Regions from separate parts of the Mus musculus genome. Here all the other regions are linked to region 2. Evidence: chromatin contacts called from public HiChIP or PLAC-seq, Micro-C and promoter capture Hi-C data. All regions are on one chromosome and are shown on one strand. Each heading gives the region's core, a stretch centred on a gene start, on an enhancer-like site or on the middle of the called end of the contact. The rest is flanking DNA. Distances are from core to core; before and after follow the strand shown.

What was found. Promoter capture Hi-C pulls out the DNA fragments that hold promoters and counts their contacts. Hi-C and Micro-C count contacts between places; a contact is called where the count stands out from the background. HiChIP or PLAC-seq counts read pairs in DNA pulled down with a chosen protein or histone mark.
Region 1: an HNF4G HiChIP or PLAC-seq map of pancreatic cancer cells shows a contact between it and region 2. The contact joins the promoter of Stard7 here to the promoter of Mal in region 2. A contact is called at or near these places in 1 of 39 promoter capture datasets (embryonic stem cells), 1 of 115 datasets of contacts at active chromatin or transcription factors (pancreatic cancer cells) and 1 of 9 other capture datasets (pancreatic islet).
Region 3: a contact with region 2 is called in a Micro-C map of embryonic stem cells, with 2.5 times the contacts expected there. The contact joins the promoter of Adra2b here to the promoter of Mal in region 2. A contact is called at or near these places in 4 of 39 promoter capture datasets (embryonic stem cells, hematopoietic stem and progenitor cells and stem cell-derived epiblast-like cells), 4 of 484 Hi-C or Micro-C datasets (embryonic stem cells and myocytes), 3 of 115 datasets of contacts at active chromatin or transcription factors (embryonic stem cells and pancreatic cancer cells) and 2 of 9 other capture datasets (adipose tissue and embryonic stem cells).
Region 4: a contact with region 2 is called in a promoter capture Hi-C map of embryonic stem cells, with 2.6 times the contacts expected there. The contact joins the promoter of Astl here to the promoter of Mal in region 2. A contact is called at or near these places in 9 of 39 promoter capture datasets (the 3T3-L1 cell line, embryonic stem cells, erythroid cells and 3 more), 1 of 484 Hi-C or Micro-C datasets (embryonic stem cells), 1 of 115 datasets of contacts at active chromatin or transcription factors (bone marrow-derived macrophages) and 1 of 9 other capture datasets (embryonic stem cells).

The regions. Positions count from the first base shown.
Region 1 is chr2:127,267,042-127,272,652 of GRCm38.p6, reverse strand. Stard7 (START domain containing 7) reads right to left here and starts at 2,424. Exons shown (of 8, transcript NM_139308.2): 1 at 1,773-2,424. The coding sequence starts at 2,071.
Region 2 is chr2:127,655,114-127,660,705 of GRCm38.p6, reverse strand. Mal (myelin and lymphocyte protein, T cell differentiation protein) reads left to right here and starts at 4,011. Exons shown (of 4, transcript NM_010762.5): 1 at 4,011-4,665. The coding sequence starts at 4,573.
Region 3 is chr2:127,359,515-127,365,300 of GRCm38.p6, reverse strand. Adra2b (adrenergic receptor, alpha 2b) reads right to left here and starts at 2,122. Exons shown (of 1, transcript NM_009633.4): 1 at 1-2,122. The coding sequence starts at 1,721. The coding sequence ends at 375.
Region 4 is chr2:127,339,562-127,345,002 of GRCm38.p6, reverse strand. Astl (astacin-like metalloendopeptidase (M12 family)) reads right to left here and starts at 3,367. Exons shown (of 9, transcript NM_001291003.1): 1 at 3,252-3,367; 2 at 2,527-2,652; 3 at 988-1,049. The coding sequence starts at 3,306.

The sequences.
Region 1 (5,611 bases), core at 1,175-3,674, 390 kb after region 2:
TCATGCTTTAACGTTTGCGTACACAGGACTGCCTGTGATTATGACTTTAAAATGTTGTTTTAAAAAGTCTTCTTTTGCTGGAAGTGGTGGCGCATGCCTTTAATCCCAGCACCTGGGAGGCAGAGGCAGGTGGATTTCTGAGTTCGAGGCCAGCCTGGTCTACAGTGTGAGTTCCAGGACAGCCAGGGCTACACAGAGAAACCCTGTCTCGAAAAAACAAAAACAAACAAACAAACAAAAAAACTGAGAATAGAGTAATGTTTATATTGTGACCTATTTGCTATTAATATCCATATGGTAAGTTTCAAATTGTGCAATACTGATTTGAAAACTAGTCTCATGCTAGAAAAAATAATTGGGACTATCTTCCTAGTAAGAAAAATGGCGGGGCTGGTGAGATGGCTCAGTGGGTAAGAGCACCCGACTGCTCTTCTGAAGGTCCAGAGTTCAAATCCCAGCAACACATGGTGGCTCACAACCATCCCTAACAAGATCTGACTCCCTCTTCTGGTGTGTCTGAAGACAGCTACAGTGTACTTACATATAATAATAAATAAAACTTTAAAAAAAAAAAAAGAAAGAAAAATGGCTTTTAACAAGGTCGAGGGTGTTGAGGGTAGTATGGCCGCAGAAAAAAAAGAAGACTTTTTTTGTTGTTTTTTGTTTGTTTGTTTGTTTGTTTGTTTTTGGTACCACTGCCAGGCGTTGTTTGTTTTTCAATACAGGATTTCTCTGTGTAGTCCTGAAACTCTCTTTGTAGACCGGGCTGGCCTTGAACTCTGCCTCCTTCTACTTCCCAAAGGTATGAGGTAGGTAGGTTTAAGGTATGAGCCACCATGCTCAGCTCTGCTCTCATTTGTAACGTTAAGATCAAAAACAAAAAAAAGTAAAACAGGTTCTCTCCTTAAGAAATATCTAGAAGAAGCTGGTGTTGGTTACTGAAACTACGGTTTAGAATGGAGGGTGTTAGGTGGAGGGGTAAGGAGCACAATTTGAGACTGTTTAAAAGGAATATAGAAATGTAATGTAAAAGCACTTTCCTTTAAAGATTATCTATCTAAAAGTTATAAAGTCTCAGAACTACAGGTTAACAAAAATAAATCAATGCCAATGGGCTTTTCCACAGACAAAACATAATGGTACAGTATTCGAAGAGTTCTAAAACAGTAAAAACAAAACAAACAAACAAAAAAAACCTAACCTAACTCTTACTGGTTAGAATATCCAGGCCATTGCTTTGTGCAAACAGACAAAATCCCTCCCAGCTTCTTGAATGTGCCAAGACACAAGTCACAATGACAGTGGGCTGTCCGCGCAAAGCCCGAGTTCCATCTGGATCGCAGTCATTTTATAAATGGCATGCTACATCACACACACACACACACACACACACACACACACACACACACACCCTTGGGCTTATTTTAAGCCCTATTTTGAATTTGCACTTTTCTGGGTACACTGATTACCCGAAAAATCACCTGTATACCTCAGATATCTAATTTGGTTTTGGAGTATTTTCTTTAGTGTCATACTACCCATTCGAAGTCGTCTCTCTTGTGGTTATTTTTAACCTGACAAGTGGATTTAACAGGCATGGGGGCAGTAACACGGGGTGCTAAAATGGGTTCAATCTATTGCATCGTACTCAAAAGACCACTGGGCAAACTGGGCACTGTCAACAGCTCAAGCCCCAAGGTGCCCACCAACCTCCCGCCCAGGCCCACCCTTCTCTACGGAACAGGGACGCCAACTGCAGCCAAGAGGCTCACCTCTGCAACTCCTCCTCCTGGATTCTCTCCTCGTCCCATACGAAAACACCGGAGAGCGCCGCCATCAAAACAGAGGCATGGCCGGGGCGGCCTCGCAGCCGGCGCCAGAAGCGTCCGAGCAGGGCGCAGCGCGAGCTCTCGGAATACAGGCGGCCGTAGAGCTGCGCGATCTGCTGCGCTCGCCGCACGCGCAGGCCCGTCACGAAGCGGCACTGATTGGCCAGCGCGGACAGCAGGCCCCCGCCCCGCGCGCCCGCCAGCCAGGCGGCCAGGGTGGCCGGTGGCCTCCTCGGGAACATGTCGGCCTCTGTGGATTCCCGCGCCTGCCGCGGGGCCCCGGAGAGGAAGGGCTGGGGGAAGGCAGGCCGGGCCGTCCGCGCAGTCCCCTTAACGGGTTGACCCCGAGGCCACCTCACGCTCCAGAAGCCAGGAGCCGTCCCTCATGCCTTTTTGCAGAAGCGGCTGAGGTAGCGTGGCTTCCGAGGAGAGCGCCGTTGCACGAGGCCCTCTCGGTCCCGACAGCCCGCCCGTCTGTGTGTACGGCGGGAACTCGCGGGGCCCCCGCGGCCAGGGCGCGGGAAGCAAAGCGGTGGCCGTCCCAGGCCACAGCAGAAGCGGTCCCGTGCGCCTGTGTCCGCCTCTCGCGCCGAGTGCGCGCAACCTAACCTGTTTGTCCTGCCCGCACTCTGATTGGGCGCATCTCAGAACCCTGGGCGCTCATTGGCTAAGCCAAAGTGCTCCTCCGCCCTTGCTCCGGGCTGCCTGGTAGCAAGCTAGGTGGCGTGGCGGGAGGGCCTGTCAAGGGCGCCTGGAGAGTGACCCTCGGACCCGGCGGTGCAGCCATTTAGGGACGTCTCACCCGGTCCGGAGGAGAGGCACGGTCAGGTGCGGTGGCGTTCCGTTGTCCTGAGAGGCCCGGCCTGTTTCCCTGTTCTCTACAGTCCCGGGAGGGGCGGTGCACGCCCTACGTGACCCCGCACCTATCACAGCCCAGGGGCAGCTTCCTTGGTCCCCCTTGCCCTGATTCCCCGAGCCCTCCTAAGTATCTGCGGCAGGGACGCGGTTCTGGGTTCCGGCTCCGAGAGAGTACGGGTGGTCCATCCTTAGGGCCGAAGAACACCTTGCAGAGAACTCGAGGGCGGGTGACCCGTTGCTCTCTGAAAATGCGTTAGGCCTGAGCAGTCTCTGACTCGGAGGAGGCAACAAGGTAGGAGAGTAACCAGGTTTCCCAAAACCTGTCTGGCCACGTGTATGTAACCTAATGGTTACTACATGGAGTCTCAGGATACATCAGTATTCTAAGCCAGGGCCTGGTGGCTCATGTCTGTAATCCCAGCACTCCAGAGGCTGAGGCAGGAGCATTGCCAGCCTGAGCAACAGTGTGTCTCAAATAAATAAATAAATAAATAAATAAATAAAATTGCCAGCCTGAGCAACAGTGTGTCTCAAATAAATAAATAAATAAATAAATAAATAAATAAATAAAATTGCCAGCCTGAGCAACAGTGTGTCTCAAATAAATAAATAAATAAATAAATAAAAATTCTCTGTCCAGTTATAAGATGGAAATAATAGCTGCCCCTTAAGTGAAGAATCAGTCTGCCTCCATTTTAGTCTTAAAAGTCATCTTACAGATAGTAAAGACAAGCCAGTTCACTCCTTTTTATGATTAAACCTGTTTCTCAAGGATTGAGCTATGCCCCACCTATAACCTTAACCACAAATAGTTCTGTACTGTCTCTTCCTAGAATCGTAGTCATTTCTTTGTTTTTTAAAAGTTGTGTATAACCATCTTGCAACCCTACCTCTATTTCAAAAGGCTATACAACCACCTATGACTACCTTGTTAGGCCTACCTTGCAACCGTGCCTTTGTTTTAGGGACCCTTGTAAAACTAACTTGTTATGCTTACAGTGTGCCTCTGTGACCCGGCCCATTTTACCCACCAAATCCCCCGTTTGGAAACTCCCTACCACTGACCTATAAAAGCCTTGTCTTCCTCACATCCAAGGCTGATCTCTGGAACCCCACCTTAGAGGGAGGCAGCCCTCATACATGAATTAATTTAACCATGCTGATTTGGGTCAGTGGTCTTACTCTTCCCATGTTTGCTATTAACACAAGAAGCTTTACAGTAAATTCTTTCTTTCTTTTTTTTTTTTTTAACTTAAGAATCTTAGCAGGGCATGGTGGCACAAACCTAACCAGCACTCCAGAGGCAAAGGCAGATTGGCTCTCTGTGAGTATGAGGACAGTCTGGTGTACAAAGCAAGATCGTGAGCTTGGCCCTCAGCCGATGGGAAAAGACACAGCTACCATCTGAGTTAGAAGAAAAACCAAGTGCACTTCCTAGGTTGCCTTGTCTAGACACTTCAATTGGAGTGGCAGTCTTTTTCTTTTTGACCCTAAGCGTTTCTAACAAGGAGAACCTGCAGACAGCTCCCAAAGCAGTTTCTTCAAACAAGGAAACTGGGGCTGGGGAGGGGGACTTGTGCATAATTATACTGGAGAGACTTGCCATTCCATCTGGAGCTGGGCACATTCCTGCAGTGCCCACTCATGCCTTTTCACACAGAACGAGCTTTAAAATATCAGAGAGGTCTGGTGTGGTGGCTCCTGCCTGTAACCAACCCCAGCACTCAGGAGGACTGCTTCCTGTCCTCGGCCATTCTGGGATACAGGGAGACCCTGCTGCAAAAGATGCAAAGCAAAGCGTTTGGAGAGCACCGCCTAGAAGCTGAGAATTGAATGGGACAGTGAACAAAGTCTACTCTCTAAGCTGCCTAGAAGGACCTTTCTAGTCTACTCTGCTGCCAGTGGGAGGCAGCAGTCTCTCCCTGCCTGTCAGCAAGAAACTTCCTTACAGAGGATTTAGAATTTTACGGATACCCTCACTATTGTGTGCCATCTTAGATATTTGTACTAAAACAAATTTTTCTCCAAAGGTTCAAAGGGAAGGATAATTTCTGGTGACTGAAATTTAGGCTTCTCCTGCTCCATCCAGGCAGAATTTAGAGTAGAGATTGATAATGTGTTTATTTCTTCTTGAGAGAAATGTGTAAGCAATAGGAAATAGTACCGGCCTCTTGAGCAATGAGAGGGTTGTACTTCACTGCTAACTGCTTCCCGAGCCAGTGAGGTCTGTGCCAACCCCAAACCTGTGAATGGTTTGGGGATGCTATCTGCCTTATAAAGCAGGATGTAGGAATTGTCTTCTGGAAGGACATAGTTGTCTTCTCTGAAAACCTCCCACATCATCAGCTTTGATGTTTTCTAGGAAAATAGAGTGTTATGAGGAGTCAAGATTTTTACAGTTGAGGTCAGAACACAGAAACTGCAACTAGCAAATCATGAGTGTATTTACCTCTAGAACATAGCATCGAGGGCTTCATTAAGACTGGATAATTTGCCAGGTGATGGTGGCGCACACCTTTAATCCCAGCACGTGGGAGGCAGAGGCAGGCGGATTTCTGAGTTCAAGGCCAGCCTGGTCTACAGCGTGAGTTCCAGGACAGCCAGGACTATACAGAGAAACCCTGTCTTGAAAAAACCAAAAAACAGAAACAAACACTCCCCCCTCCCAAAAAAAAAGAATGCTTGCTGGTCTTCCAGAGTTCATTTTCACCATATTAGGCGGCTTACAACCTGTAACTCCAGCTCCAGGAGATCTAATGCCATCTGATGGTTTCTGGGGCACTCGTATACATGTGGCATATTCTCATACAGACACACAAAATTAAACAGTCACAAAGTGAGAGGCTGGAGAGGGGCTCAGCAAATAAAAGCACAGGCTGCTCTTCCAGGTTCAGTTCCCAGCACCCACATGGTAGCTCACACCT
Region 2 (5,592 bases), core at 2,762-5,261:
TGGCTCTGTCCTGCTCTGCCCTAGAGCCTCTTACTGCTAATGAGGATTGAAGGCTTTCTGCCTCCGGCTCGCTAGCCACCACTCCCTTGCCCTCTCTCTTTCCTCAGGGCTCATCTGATTCTGTAAGTCCTCGCAGGCTTCCTACCCTCTCTGCCTGCATCAGTTTTCCAGGACTTGTGTTCCGTGGTGCCCCAGATTCTCATGGCTGGCTATATTCTGCCTGTTCCCTCTGATCTCGGTGTCTCCTTTTATGAGCTTTGAGCCCTGTAGTGTAAGGTGGTAGCACTGTTCCATCCCCAAGAAATGGCCAGAGGCCTGTGGCATTTGGCTTCCATGTGGAGAAGGAAGTCTTTCCCCTACTTGGTGAGCCTGCCAACTGAAGGGCACTTCCTCCCAAGAGTTGCCCAAACCTAGGCCTGGATAGGCTCTGCTAATGGATACTTGTGGGACTCTCTGCACTCTGCACCCCACACTCAATACTACTAGGCGGCATGTCTGACTAATAGCTATCTCCTGCCTCACACAGCAAGCTTAAAAAGACAGAGATCTACCTTGCTCCATGGGCTCCCCATTGGGCAGCACCGATGGATGGGGCTGAGGAGGTTTTGAGAGTAGAGTCTGTATTCAGTGTGTTGCCATACCTGCAGGACAGGCCCGGAGATTCCACTACAGATATTCAGAAAACAGAGCCCCCACTGCACAGGCAGCCCTCAACTCAGCCTTGCTGTGTAGAAGGACTGGTGGTGTGTCACCTGTGCCGTGTGCTATGATCTGAATGCTTGTCCTGTCCCTTATTTGTGTGTTGAAGCTTTACCCCCCCCCGCCCCACCCCAGGTGACAGTAACAGGAGGTGAAAAGCCTGAGCCAACTCAGACACCACCCTTCATGGTTTGCTCTACAGTGACCAGGAAGTGCTTTGTGCAGACCCACCCTGAAGAAGGTGGTAGCCAGGTATCTGTCAACGTTCATGTCAAATACCTTTTGGATGCTACTCCCCAGGGGAACAGGGACTTTACTCAAACGCCCTCCACCCTCCATGCAGATTCTGACTCATCCAGACAATGCCAACCCCCGCCTTAGGGAGCCTTCGCTTCCTCAGTGGTGGAGGACCATGTCTTTCTGGTACTAGAAAACATGGGCATAGAAGAAGCAAGGCAAAGAAAAAAAAATTGGGTGGAGCCCTTTGTCCTTGGAGGCAGCTGAGCACACAGCACCCCCTGAGTCCATCAAAAGATAGCCTTCTGAGAACCAGTCATAACGTCTACTCTGCAGCATCCCCAGAAGCAGTAAGAGAAGGGCCTTCTGGATCCAAGATGCCTAGTTACCCACCATATAGCCTGGGCCCGTTATCACACACTGTGAGTCTGGGTGGTAGGGTAATGGTATATAAGACAGCTCTGGATATTAAGAAATATCATCCAAGCTGAGTGTCTGCTGTCATGCTGGATGATAATGCCTGCCAGCTCTCCTCATCTCCAAGGCCAAGGATGCTGGGACAGCCCTTAAGCCATCCACCCAGCAGGGGCCTTCAACCTTCACACCATGCAGTGAAACCTGTAGCTGTGGGCAACTGATGATAAATAAAGTCCCTTGGGTTAAGGGCTCACCCAAGGTAGCTCTCTAATTTCAGACCTGCAAAAAGCTTCTCTATCCGTGTGAGCACGATGCCCCACCCCATCTTCTCCCCCCCGCCCCCCCCCCCCGCCACCAACTTCCTTGAGCTCCTAAGATGGAAATTGAAAGGTCCAAAGCCCCACTAGTGGGTGGGGTGCCTCAAGGAACAAGTGCCCAGGGCCATGTCTGAGATGACCACTAAGACTGAATTTGGGAGACTGGGGGTGGTCTTTTGGGAGCATTGATCACAAGTTCCTAAAGCTTTACAGGACAGCATCAGTCTGGTTGAATGCTGAACACTACTCTGCAGACTCAGAAGGGCCTTTCCCTTCTGAGCCATCAGTAAACTGGTAGTTACCTTACTTGAAACCCCGAAACCAAATTGTACCTGCTATTGTTTGTTGGCAGTTCCTACTCCACAAATACTTTTCTGACCATGTCTCTCTCCCTAAACCCGTTCTCTCCTGCCCTTTGCATGAGAGAGAGAGAGAGAGAGAGAGAGAGGAAGTGACTTTTTCCTGACTCAGTTCCTACCTTGGAGAAAGATATCATAGGCTACCATACAGTTTAACAAAAGGCCCAGACCCACCTTAGACCCTAGGCACTCGTGTGCTTCTAGGAAGACTTGAGGGCACTGTAGTGGATTATTGACTAGAGCTCCTCATCGTCTATATCTTTTTTGTTGTTGTTGTTTTTTATTTATTTTTGTTTGTTTGTTTTTTTGGCTTTTAAGACAGGGTTTCTCTGTGTATCCTTGGCTGTCCTGGAACTCACTTTGTAGACCAGGATGGCCTCGAACTCAGAAATCCGCCTGCCTCTGCCTCCCAAGTGCTGGGATTAAAGGCGTGTGCCACCACGCCCGGCTTGTCTATATCTTTCTAGAACCCTAACTATGACCCTAGATTTTTATAAATATGAGCCATCTGGATCATTAGCAAGTGGCCCAGTGTAGCCTGGGGATGCTCAGCTGAAAGTGAAACCAGACCCGTCTACACAGCCAGGGCGCTCTATATCCAGATGGAGTCATTCTCATGCTTCCTTTGTTGCTAGGCGCAGACAAAGCTGAGTCCCCCTGGTCCTTACTCTCAATCCTTGGCTAACACTTGGGGCAGTCTCACTGAGGAAGAAGATGACAGATAGATTTGGGTAAACTATGGTCAGGAAGGTGAGCATCGAGCAAAGGGTTCCAGGTGAGATGGGAGGGTCACCAAGACAGGGATGGGGAGGCAGATTTCCTTGACGTTGGCCAAGATGACCAGCTAATCCTCCCTCTGGACTTAGAGCCTCCCCCACTTTATCCTGTGGGAATTGGAACTGCCAAGCCTTCCTGAGTGCACCAGTACTTTCCCCTTAAGTCATTAGCCCAAATGTTAAGGCCTTAGCCACAAAGGTTTGAAATAAGCAAAACCAGGGACACTCAAAGCCAGGCAAAGACATTGTAGAGTCAACAGCACCTTTGTGGGCTTTTATAGTTAGTATGCACGCCCTTAGAAATTGCTAACCAACTTCAACTGGATTTGCTAGTTGGTCATCTTATATCCGGCTGGTGGTGGCTTTCTGTGGCCAGTTTGCTTGGGTTTGCCTCCACTAAATATCTCCTTAGAAGGAAGAGACACTCTCAGGATCCAGCAGGGCTACCAAGTTGTAAGCTGCCCAGGGTGAGGGAATAGGGGAAGGGGCCCTGAGGATCTCACAGCTCATCTTATCTAGAGGCCTTGACCTGGGGAGCTGGATATTTGGCGGAGGCACTCACAGGTATCCAAAGCTGACAGCGTGGAGAGGCTCACAATAGAACAGAGCATCTTCCCACTTCAAACCTCTGGTCCTTTCTCATAAGCGGTTGCTCTCATCAGCAAATTCATGGGCATGGAGTCTTGCTTTTGAAAAATATGCCCAGAAATGTACTTCTTGTAGGGAATGGAATAAGGCTGTGCAGAGGGAAAGTGGGAGGGACCCTATACACACAAGACCCTGAACAGTAGTGGCAACTGGGGTAGGTGGAGGTCAAGTTCAGAATCTGAGCTGGAGGTTGAGAAAGGCCATTTCCCTTTCAGCTAGAACAGAGTTTAGCCTTACCGTATGTAATTTAAAAAGAAAAAAAAAAAGGATTGGTGTGATTTAAATGGCAGTTACTGGAGTGTGATACTTGTTTAAAAATAAAGGCAAAAATAAAACGTAAAGTTGTGGTACAAGAAGAGTAAATCCCCAGAAACGACTCAGCAGTCCATAGAGTCAAAGGACACGGGATGGGGGAGAACTGCCCCATCTCCAGAACTGAGGGAATCTCCCCTGGCAATATCTGCCCCAGGAATGCAACTTGTCCCATCACCACCGCCGCCGCCAGACAGCCTCTCAGATTCGTTCTCCTTAGAGTCACTTCCTTCCCTCCTGCTGGCATATAGTTTCCCTGACGAGCCTTGCTGTTGCCCCTAGAACCCCCAGCCTGCCGGTGAGATCGAAATGTGCCCTCCGGGAGCTTGGATGTGAAGGCTGCACATTAACACACCCAGCGGAAGACTGGAGACACGACTAGAGTTAAAGGGAATGGATGTCAAAGTGGGGAAGTCTCCGATAGGTTATTGATGAATAGTGATCACCTGCGTGGCGCGCAACACAGGGAAGTGCAGCGCGCGAGCCGCTCCATCCACTGCCCTCAGGCAGGTGGCAACTAGGGTTAGGTCAGGAGCGTACAGATTCCCAACCCAGTCCTGCAGATCTTCAGAGAGCACTCCGTCGGGTTTCAGGGCGGCGCCAGAGGCGATTCAGCCTTGTCCTCTAGGGCAGTAGACCCGGGCGGGGCGGGTGGCCGGAGCTCCGCCCTCCTCTGACCCTGGCTTTTCAGCTTTTAACCCGCGCGGGAGGGCGCCGCGGCCACTGGGCTCTCCGGAGGGAGCGAGTGGTCAGTGCGGAGCCGGAGGCGAGCGTGTCCAGTCCCAAGGCCGACGCCAGCTCGCAGGCATGGCTCCGGCAGCGGCTTCGGGTGGCAGCACCCTGCCCAGTGGCTTCTCGGTCTTCACCACCTTCCCTGACTTGCTCTTCGTTTGTGAGTTTGTGAGTGATAACGCGCCCTGCTCTGGGAAAGGGACCGGGTGGGTTGAGTTGCTGGGGGTGGGGTGGAGGGGTTGGGGGGGGGGGGAGCTCTGCAGCTCTGTCCCCAGTCACAGGAGGGAACTAAAATCGGGAAAGTTTTCCCCATCTCTCCGTGGTCTGCTCCTTTCTAAATTAGCGGACCGATTTCCCAGGCAGGTGCAGAAAAACCTCTTCCTAGAGTTTAGCTCCTATCCGAGCGCAGCTTCCTTACAAGGTACCACTGAGAGTCCTCCTGAGTAAACAAACCCAGCTAAAGAACCCTTCCATGCTGGCGACAGAGATTTGGAGATCAAGAGTAGCCAGCCTTTTTCAGGCCCTTTGAAGTTTCTGGGAAGGAAATGCCTCTGTGCCAATTTTGAAAAACAGTGGCTGTGCTTTGCTGGGCCGCGGTCCCCAAGCCCTGTGTGAGGGGAGGGAGGAGTCAGGGAAGACAGGTGAATTTTGTCGCCTGCCTTGGCTGACCTTGGGCTGACTCTGCGCCTGGGCTGGGTTCTATTAGCCTTACACTGTAGAACCGACCCACTAGCTTCGAGAAACTTTCCTATTGTGAGCTCCAGCCAGGCTTCAGAGCTACTTCAGTTTCTAGTCCCCAGGGTCCTTTAGCACTTACCTGGACAGGAGGGTGTTTGTTCAATTCTGTGGGTGTGGAGACAACATTTCCTGTGCTCCCACCACGCAGAGGTCTTTGTGTGGAGTAATAACTTGGAGAAAAAAAGTGTAGGTGATTTTAACAACTGGATCCCAGCTAACTGGATGGCTAGCAAAGGAGGCTGTGGACACCAAGAACAGTAGGATCCATCATCAAGGGGATGTCACTGAAATTGAGATGAATATTGAGTTGAACCCAAACGTGGGTATTTCTAAAGTGATTTCACACCCCAGGCACAA
Region 3 (5,786 bases), core at 873-3,372, 290 kb after region 2:
TGAGAAAGAAAGAAAACCACCACAAGTGGCCTGCCAAGGCACAGGGGGTCTCCAGGAAAGGGAAGCCTGCCTGTTGGCTTACAGGTGGCTGGGAGGGAGGTATTCTAATCAGCCTTGGCCACGTTCGAGAAGGTCCAAGCTACCCTTCCTGAAGAGAGAGCAGGGAAGAGGTATCCCACAGTACAGTCAGCAAGGGAAGGTTTCAAATGAGCCCCTGGGAACAGCACATTTGTCCTTTCCCCTTCAGGGGTGTCTGAGGATGAGGTCTGCAAATGGGCCCCAGGGAAATGGTCACATAGACTGCGGAGGTGGCAGACTACCACCGGGTGGTCCTGGCACTAACCCTGCCTGGCACTGGCCCGGAGCAGGCAGGCTCACCAGCCAGTCTGGGTCCACTGCCGGCAAAGGATCCTTCGAAAGGCACGGCGGAAGTCCTGGTTGAAGATGGTGTAGATGACAGGATTCAAAGAGCTGTTGCAGTAGCCAATCCAGAAGAAGAACTGGAAGAGGCCATGGGGTACCTTGCAGTGCTGTGGGCAGATGGCCCCCAGGCTGTAGCTGAAGAAGAAAGGAAACCAACAGACCACAAAAACACCAATGACCACCGCCAGCACAAAGGTGAACCTCTTCTCTCGGCTCAGCTGTGTCCGACGGCGCCACCACTGCCCACTGGCCACACCCACATTCTTGCTCAGAAGCACCTGGCCACGTAGCGTGGCCAGCACCCGGGAAGTCTGAGGCTGCTGCAAGGGTGGGTTGAATACTGAGGCAGGAGAAGCTGGCAGTGTTTGGGGTTCACATTCTTCCACCTCCTCTTCATCCTCTTCAGCTCCCTTCTCTGCAGTTGCCCCACTAGTCCCCTTCTTCTGGTCCTGGACTGATCTGGGCAGGGCAGACCAATTGGGTGGCAAAGCCCTGGCTTCGGGATCTTCAGGGGTCTCCCCCTCCTCCTTCTCCCTTGGAGGCTTGGGGTGTCCATTAGCCTCTCCGACAGAAGATAGAGGAGAGACCAGGGTGGGCACTTTAGCCGAGGCTGGAACTCCCCCGGCGGCCGGATGGGGCTTCTTGGACTCACCCTCCCCAGAGCCCCTCTTAGCTCCGAGACCTCTGCAGTGGCTGCGTTTGGCAATTACATAGATTCGCAGGTAGACGAGAATCATGATGAGGCAGGGAGCAAAAAAAGATCCGATGCTGGAAGCCAAGATGTACCAGGCTTCTTGGTTGAGCTCACACTGGGGGAGCCCGTGGGGCTCTGGGCGCTGGTCGCCCTTGTAGATGAGGGGCGGTAGAGAAATGACGGCTGCAATGAGCCACACGGTGAGGATGATGCATTTGATGCGGCGTGGAGTGCGCTTGGAGTTGTACTCCAATGCTCGGCTCACTGCCCAGTATCTGTCCAGACTGATGGCACACAGGTGCACGATGGAGGAGGTACAGAAGAGCACGTCTAGCGCCAGGTAGACCTCGCACCACGCACGCCAGAAGTACCAATAGCCCAGCAGCTCGTTGGCCAGAGAGAAAGGGATGATAAGAGTAGCCACTAGGATGTCGGCTGCTGCCAGTGACACCAGGAAGAGGTTTTGTGGTGCACGGAGAGAGCGGCTGGTCAACACAGCCAGAATTACCAGCGCATTGCCGAAAATGGTGAAGAGGATGAGAAAGGTGATGGCCGACGCGATGGCGGCGGTGGCCTGCACCGAGTAGGGCTCCTGGTGGACCATGGCGGGGCCGGACATGTCCAGAGAGAAAGATGCTGGCCAAACTCACAGTACGCAGGAGAAAGCGCCACCCTAGCTCCGCTACTGTTGGGGGCCGTCCCCCCAGGCGGTGCAGATGGCTCTGGAGCACCGTAGCCTGGCCGGAGGTCCGGGGACACCCAGGACCATCTATCGCTCTCTTACGTTCTCTGCCACTGGTGCCCGGCGTCCCTGCAGTCCGCCCCAGAGAAGTTTTCCAAGTTGTCTCACTGCCGTCCCGGGACCAGAGGAAAGTCGCGCCGTCGTGCGGCACAGCTGCAGGACTCACAGAACCGACTGGGGAAGCGCACCCTGCTCTCGGTAAAGGCGCTCTCTCCCGGAGCCGCGCCTGCAGTCAGCCCTCCGCGCAGGGGCGTGAGGAGGAGAGCCAGCACCGCGGGAGGAGGGAGGAGATTGGGGGCGGGAGCTGGAGGAGGGAAGGAGGCGGGGCGGGCGATCCGACCAGGGTGGGTGGAAGGTGCGCTTTGCGGGACATGGACCTGCGACGCACATCTTTTACTCGCCCCGGGCCCCAACATCTTTCTCCTTCCCGCCGCTGCGCGGCCGAGTCTAGAGAGCAGGGAGTCTGGGGTCGTCGGCGTTCTGGGAAGAGTATGTACCGAAGAGAATCGGTGCGTGCTGAGACCCGGAGCTGGTCTGTCCCAAGGGTCCACTTGCCTTCTGTCTGCGAGTCTAGGACAGAGCACCCAGATCGATAGACTGCTTTTGTCGCTTGCAGCAGCCCGACAGAAAAGCGTGTAGGAGAGTGTTGAGCTCTTAAGCATAATAAGCCACACCTCCATCCAGCATCCCAGCAACCGAGAACCTTAGGGGCCGGACCAAAGTGGGGAGAGAGTTCCAAATCCCCTTTCCTAACGCTTCCCCACCCAAACACCACTAGGTCTAGGTCAGACTTGCGAGGTGCAATGAGTGAGTCTCTGTGCTGCGAGCGCCCTCTGCTGCCATCTGAGTGCAAGAGGCTAGGGGCCGATGTCCTCGCAGGTCCCAGACACACACACACACACACACACACACACACACACACACACACACACACACACACACACACACACACACTAACTACTCCTTGGTGAGAAGCGACTAGTGGACTTCAACCACCCTATTGCTGCTTCCTTTTTCTCCATTAAAGGCAAAAAAAAAGTTAAAGTAGGAAGGGAAAACTGGAGAGATGGATCCGTGGTTAAGAGTGCCTCTTGTAGAGAACCTGTGTTCGGTTCCCAGCAGCCACAACAGGTAGCTCAAAACTGTAACTCCCGTTTCAGGGATGGTATGCCTCTGGCCTCCACCTACACTCCCCTGAACATAGCCACACAGAGACCCATACTTTAAAACAAATCTTAAAGAGGGAAACAGCTTGACTCAAAGCGCAGGTTTGGAGAGGAGCCTCTTGACCAACGGAAAAGGAGGTCCCTCCTCCAGAGCGGTGTGAGGAGATCTCTCCATAGCTCAGAAAAAGTCAATGTGGGTGGCTCAGGTGTAGAAAGGAGCCGGCCTTGGCCGCCCCAGATGTTCATGCAGCCTATCCAGTGGGAGAACAAGTTTGAGTGCTGAGCGCTTGCTCTTGCAGAGGACCCGATTTCAGTTTCAAACCCCTTTCCATCAGCTCACAACAGAATGTAATTCTAGTTCCAGGATATCTGATGACCTCACTTGACGCCACAGGCACCAAGCGCACAGGTGAAACATAAATACACGCAGAAAAAAACAATCATACACAAAAAAATAATAAATCTTTAAAAAAAAAAACTTTGAACTGGGCCCTGCTCCACCCCCAGCCTCAAGGAGGTTTCTCCACAGCTTGTGTGAAAAGAACCAGGCCTTGTATTTACAGCTCCTAATTCTGAAGGGCACTACATAAATATATATATATGAATCCCTAAAGATGGAGTCCACTCCCAAATCTCACCTCAAGTCAGTGAGTCTACTGGACTTGTCATGGCCACCACTGTGAGATCTCAAATGTGACCGTTGGGTCCCCACAGACCAGTCTTTCCTCAACTCAGTCTCCAGATCACCATGCCTAGCCACATGGGGACACTTTGAGCAATGCCTCCCCACCTCAGGCCGAGCTGCAGCTAGCTCTCTAGTTAGGTGGGACTGTCACAACCAGAGAGGGTGGTGCCATGTAGACCAGGCTTGAAAAGGACAGCCATTCACCTGCCCCTTTGAGGCTGTAGTCTTGAGACAGGTCTTACAGACCATCACGTTGGACAGGGCTTGAGTCCACAGCCACAGGTGATGAAGAAGTCCTCGTAGCCCCATTTACTGAGAAAGGGCTGAGGGTGGTCGTGGGAGCTTGAGAAGTAGCCACTGAGGCAAGTCCCTACTTGTCCCAAGCAACCTCCAGCCACACTCAAACTGAGAGAAGACTTCACAGATGATCAACGTCAGATGGGATATTTTATGGCCCATTCTCCTTAAAGGGCCAGGTCTCCAGGATCCTGCAGGAAGAGCAGCCAAGGTTGCCCCTAATCCCACCTTACTCCAAGCCCCACTGACGAACATTCACCTTGTTCTTCCCTGAAGGGGCAACTCTACATCTACCAAGTGTCAGGACTCACCAAGTCGGGTGTCAGCCCAAGATGACCACAACTTAAGAGAGGTGCTCTCCTATCCTGCAGCTAGGAGGGCAGCAGGAGCTGTCCCAGAACCCAGGAGTGTCCCAGTCTGTGTATCATTAGTCCTTCCCAGGGTTTGTTCAGCCAGACACTCTCAGTCTCAGTGGGCTCAGCTCACGCTCCAAACTCCATATGCCCTTTGACACTCGGGTGTGGTCCAAGGACTTGTTGAATTACATCCCCACCTCCATCAGGACACCTCCTCTTTATTGCTGAGAACTGCCATGGTTGTTGGTGGGTGAAGGATGGTAGACGCTTATCAGTGAATGGCAGACTCACTGTGCTCAGAGCCATTGTGCCCACACTGTCCCAGAGTGCCATCTCTGGAAAGACTGGGAATAGGGGCAAGGTGATTTTGCATATAGGTGACATCATCTTTTTCTAAAGAAGGGCAAGCTAGCATGGAATCTAAGGAGATGTGTGACATCTAAGAGCTGAGAGAGGGGCACTGAGTCTCCTGGTGGGAACCAAGCAGCTTCTAGAGCTGCTCTCCCTGACCTCAAGATCCCTCTGGGACTGATCCCATCCTCTTGTTGAGCTACTTAGTCTCCTTTCCAAGGGACCCTTACGTCTAGAACACTACGTCATGGTTCTCAACCTTCCTAATGCTTCCACCCTTTAATACACTTTAATACAGTTCCTCGGGTTGTGGTGACCCACAACAATAAAATTTTCATTGCTACTTTATATAACTGTAATTCTGCTACTGTTAGGAATCATAATGTAAATATCTGATATGCAGGATATGTGATATATCATTCCTATGAAGTTGTTCAACCTCACCCCTACCCCAGCAAAGGAGTTACAACCCATAGGTTGAGAACCACTGCTCTATGTGGTCAACCTTCCTCATCTCCATTCCTCCACCTACTCCCATGCACAGACACTGCCCCCACTACCCTTAGGCTACATTCAGTCCCCTGGTCCCCTACACACTCTCCTTGATCCCCTTGGGGTTAGGAATGCATCTGCAGTCTGCCCTTCCAGAGCCATAAGTCACCGAGAACCAGGTCCCTGTCTGTGTCCTCTTTCTCAGTGAGCCAGGAGTGTGGACCACTTCCTAAGTTGGCAGTACTTTAAGGTGCCATTCCTCCTCAGCATCCTGTTCTGTCAAAGTCTAACTCAGAGGATCTCAGTGAATGTGGCCATACTCAGCCCACAAGGCAGTGCCTTGAGACACCTTTGACAGTCACAGCACGGTGAGGCTGCTACTGACATCTAGCACACACAGGTGAGCCACCATAGTGAAGGGCTGCAAAAAGGACTGATGGCATTGAGATCTAGAACACACGACGCACTGACTGCTCCTAGAGCCCTCCTTTCCTGCATCTAAATTCTGCGGGAGTTTCCACCCAATGATGGCACCCCGCCCCCTCCAATGCTAGGGCATTTCTGCTGTCCTGAGCCCCAG
Region 4 (5,441 bases), core at 2,118-4,617, 320 kb after region 2:
CAGGACAGTCAGAGGTATACAGAGAACTCCTGTCTCAAAAAAAAGAAAGAAAAAAGAATGGGAAGGGTCCTATGTGGAGTGGCAGCCTCACAGTGCTTCTCTACAATCTCCCACTAGCAGGAACTCTACAGTGTAGGCTTCATGGCTATCAGAAGGCCCTGTCCCTCTGGCGGTCAACATTTGATTCTGCTCTACGTGTTTCAAATGCCAGGCACCTGTGTTCACTTCTCCACTGGATAACCTAAGCTCTCCAGCCTGTGAACTCTAGCCCAGCTTCAGGGGCCATCAATCACCTCTGAACAAGCAGAATAGTCTTGCTTTCCACTTCTACTGTCACATTCAGCAGCCCTCTGCCACCTATGATGGCACTACCTCTCCTGAACAGTGTGTCTTCTCTCTGAAATAAGTCATTTCCATTCCTACCAGCCTCCTCCCTTCCGACTCAGCCCTCCAGCCACAGGCAAGATGGTCTCTCCACGTTACTTCTTATTCTGGTTTCCCTAAGGGGGATCTTGACAGCCACCCAGGTCTCACACACATACACAAGTCAATCTGGGCTCATGTCTCTGTTTTTGTTTTTCTGGTTTTCAAGATACGGTTTCTCTGTGTAGCCCTGGCTGTCCTGGAACTCATTATATAGACCAGGAGGCCTCAAACTCGGAGATCCGCCTGCCTCTGCCTCCCAAGTGCTGGGATTAAAGACCTGTACCACCATGTCTCAAGCCTTGTGCTTCCTAAGCACTCTCCCTGGGCAAGGTGACAAGAGGAGTCAGAGTTTGAATTTCCTCTTCCAGGAAGCCCTCTTGAGCAGACTGAGTAGTCATTTCAGCTGTCATCATTATCATATTCATGACCTTGAAAGTGGTACCTAACCAGCCATACAAACCAAAGATAGACCCCCAACTGTCAAGCACTCATGACAGCTAGAAGAGGGTTTTGAGCGCTGTCATAGCCTTGAAGATGCTCACACCCCATGTGTGTACTCACTGGCCGGATAATGTCCCCTTCTACCAGGAAGCTGCTTTCTGGGGTCTCCTCTGAGATGAGCCCTGGGAGGGAAAGGAAGAAGGAGGGATGTATGTGAGCCTTGACTTCCAGAACACAGGCTGGGATGGACTCAGCAATGCCAGTGTCTATATCTTCTACTTGGAGACTAAACTTCTGTGAGCACCAAGGCTGTGTGGCTTTGGGGAAGTACAGCAGCCCCTGCTGGGTCCTAGCCTGCAAATGTGTGTGTGTGTGAGGTTCTCGGCCTGTTCTCATCCTTCCCCTGGTTAAATGCAGTCCATGACTCCCTCAGCATGTGTGAGCCAACCCCAACTCCAGGCCCCCTGCTCTCCGGATGCAGGTCCTTCTTCTATCCAGGCTCCCTCCAGCCCAAGCCACACTCCCCAGAACATGTCCTGGTCTCTCCTGCCTTACCTTGCTCCCACCCACCACCTAGTTTCTATTATCCATAATCTGAGGTAGCTAGGAGCTGAAATTGCAAGTCACAACCACAGAAGGGAGTTGAGGTTGGTGAATACTTCTTGTCTCAGTCTGCTTTGGTTTCTCATCTTCCTGTCAGGGAGCCTCCTGCAGCTGACTGCTGGGAAGAGAAATCTTGGGACCCATGAGGCAGTGAAGGAAGCCACAGAAAGCTTGAGAGGAGTGACTACAGGAGCACTGCCGGATCCCCATCGTAACTTCTGACTACGGATGGTGGCACAGACTAGACCCACCCTCTTGTGAGTCCTCTTAGGTAGGAGAGGTCGCCTCAGGATTATCTGATCAAGGTTGCATCCTGAAATCTAAAAGGCCACTCATTCTCCAGGATCTGGTATAGTTGTGTGGCCTTAGCCCTCAGAGCTGTCATTCACAGCTGCAGCTGGTGGTGTTTACGAACAAGACATCAGCTAGGCAGGGACAGCTGTTAGCAACTACTGTGAGCCCGAGCATGGGAAAGTCTGTGACTTTGAGAGCGAGTGCCAGGGAAGCCATATGACTGACCGAGGACTGGGTCCATCTGAGCTTCTAACCAGAGAATGAAGGGAGCAGTAGTCACCATCTACACTAAAGCAAGATTACCGCTGTTCTGCCAACATTTCAGCCCATGATGACGCCAAGATCTGAATTCATTTCCATTGCCAACAACTTCAGCCCAATGCGTCTGTGTTCCTCATGTCCGAGATCCCCAGACAAAGATGCCCTGAGCCACAGACTTCTTTGTTCCTTAACAATCCACCCCACTTGGCCAGGTCACGCTTACACACCGCTACTTACAGAGAGATTGACATGCTCTCAAATATCGACTGATGATTTTACTCAAGTCCCAAGCCGAGAGAACACCAGTGCTCTTATCAGATCATTCTAAAGACATTTACAGTATCTCATATAAAAAATATTAACCAGCAAAAGAATACAGAAAAACAGACAAGCATTTCCTCATGAAACTTGATTTCCCTGCATGCATGGGGACATTTCCTCTCAATCTTTTCCGCATGTCCACATTCAGCATGGCTTTGGAGTGTGGCCCCGTGTTCTCACCTTGGTTAATTGCGGGGATGTCCTTGTCCTGAAATACCGGGCTTCCCTCAGGAGTGAAGCCTTCTGGAACACTGGTACTGCAGACTCCAGAACATCTGGATGCTGAGGGTGCTCCCATGCTCAAACCTGGCTCAGGAAGACAAGTGCAGACATATAGATGCCCCCGGGACTCCACTGTGAGCCGGGACAGCAGGCAGCAAAATCCAGCCCCTTCCAGGAGAGGCCACCCAGGATGCATTCCTGAAGCCTGCCTGGCTATCTCACTCATCATACCTGGTGACAAGGCCTAGATGCCTTCAGTGAAGGAGATCCCTTTAAGGGACTAACACTTGGCTCAGAAAGGCTAGGGCAGCCAATATGAGGCAGAAAAGAGGCACAGTAGACTTTAAATCTTCAGGCAGCACCAGAATCAAGGCTGGCCTCAGACCCTACTCTTGAACATTTCTCTCCACTCAGGCTGAGTGCCTGCTGCCCCAGCCAGGCTAGAAACTGGCTTACCTTAAAACAAGTAGGTATATGGTATGACACTTGGCAATCTGCTGTTAGGTGGGCCCTCTCTACTCCTACAAGTATCAGGAGGCCTCCTCCTTGGTTCCCAGGGGCTCACTCATAGGTACAACCCTACAACGCCATGTTGGAGCTGTGAAACTAAGTTAAGATTATCTTAAGCCACAGCTGCAGCCTCTGGCCTCTTCCCAATGTCCCAGAGACTGGAGCCAGCTTACCTAGCAAGGAGAGCATAGTTAATATCCAAGGCCACAGGCTTCCCATGATACCCATGGTGGGTCCTCACTGCCCTCTTGGCAAGCAACACACAGAAATGTGGCAGGGAAAGGCCTCCTTAACTCAGGGACTCTACCATCCACCCCCTTTAATAGGGGCTTCTCCAGCCCACACCTGCAGCCTCCCAACCACCTCCACCTGCAGTTCCTCCCAACAACTATCACCTGAAGACCTGCCCAGTCTTACCAGAGGACTCTACCCCTGTCCCCAGCCTGAGCCTTCTGGACCATAGTCCCATCCATCTTGGCTGAAGTGGGTAAAAAGTGGGCCGGGGACACAAAACAAATCCTTAGGATACCCTTGAGCAGGGTAGCTTCCCTGAGATTCCCCCTCCTGCCACCAGAGGGCAGAGAAGCATTGCAGCCTCATGTAGTTCATGACTTGGATTGAGATCCAGTCACTAAAAGGGGGCTTTCCTTTTCCTGTTCCACCAACTACCGGAGGGTTCAGACCCAGAAAATCTGCTGGGAAACTCAAGGCACCTCTCCCTATGTGGTCACCATACCCGTATAATCTCTCCCCTCCCCCCTCCCCTCCTCTATTTATACGAGAAAGGGTCTCATTAAGTAGCTTTGGCTGTCCTGGAACTCAGTATGTAGACCAGGCTGGCCTCAAACTCAGAGAGATCTGCCTGCTGCCTGTGTCTACCTCCTGAGTGCTGGGATTAAAGGCATGTGTCACTATGCCCAGCTATAAGCTTTTATTTCAGAAGCCATATAGGAAAGTACACAGGTTGCAAGACTCTGAGAAACTTCACACTGAACACCAGCATCATCAGCACCCAGAGACGCCCCCCACTGCAGAGGGGACACTTTTGAACTCTTAGACGCTCATATGACTGTGGTCCTTCCAATGCCACTGCCCACTGACATGATCGGCCAGGGCCCCTTCCCATTTCACTAATTCAAAATACAAAGCTCCCAGACTTTCTTCCTTTACATCCTGCCATCCAGAGACCCGGCCTGGATGGACAGCCTGGAACATACCAAGTCCACCCCCATGTTCAGTAAAGGAAAGCCAGAGCTCCACAAGGACCTGTTGGCATTCTTGCTGAGCCTGGGGCAAACATCTCTCAAGAAGTAGAAGCTAGAGCCAGACAGAGGGGCTATAATAAAAGCAGATGCTGCTGATGCCTGAGCAGAATCTAGACTGGTTTCCAGGAATCCGATGGATATGCTAATTATCTTGACCAGCAGACTCATTCCTTCACAGTGCTTATATATGTCAAAGCTTGTCAAGTACCTTAAACACTCCATTTTTTTCCCATTAAAAAAGAAGATGCCAGGGGTGGTGGCGCACCCCTTTAATCCCAGGATGTGGGAGGCAGAGGCAGGAGGATTTCTGAGTTTGAGGCCAGCTTGGTCTACAAAGTGAGTTCCAGTACAGCCAGGGCTACACAGAGAAACCCTGTCTTGAAAAACAGAAGAAGAAGAAGAAGAAGAAGAAGAAGAAGAAGAAGAAGAAGAAGAAGAAGAAGAAGAAGAAGAAGAAGAAGAAGAAAACGACGACATGAGTTGTCATGGTGGTTCACACCTGAAATCCCGTAGAACCGATTGAAAATTAGCCTGGGCTACATAGTGAGGGGCCATCTCAAAAATATATTTAAAACAATGACCTAACTACTTAAATGTGCTTACTAAAATCATTATCATCACATTAGTGGAAAATCTCATACACAGTATTTGGGAGGCAAAGGTAGGTGGATCTCTTGTGAGTTTGAGGTCAATTTGGTCTACATATTCAGTTCCAGACAAATCAAGGCCACATAGTAAGACTGTCTTAAAAAAGGAAAGGAAGGAAGAGAGGGAGGAGAGGAAAGAAAGAAAGGCCATTTGCTAGGCAGGTAAGATGTTAGAAACACAGAAGGGCAAGGAATAGGTCTAATGGGACCGCCAGCAACCAGCCATGCTATGTATAAGATAATGAAAGGTTAATGACTCTGGGACGCAGGTGTCCACCCTGAGCTGGGCATCAAGTCCACAGGTCCCAATAGAAACTGGTAGGGTTGCCTGCCTCATGGCCTGGTACAGGCGGGCACCAGTACAATAAACAGATATAAGATGAATAGTGGGGAACATAGAAAAACTAAGCAGTGTGTGTGTGCTACGGAGAAAGGCGAAACTGGAGATGTG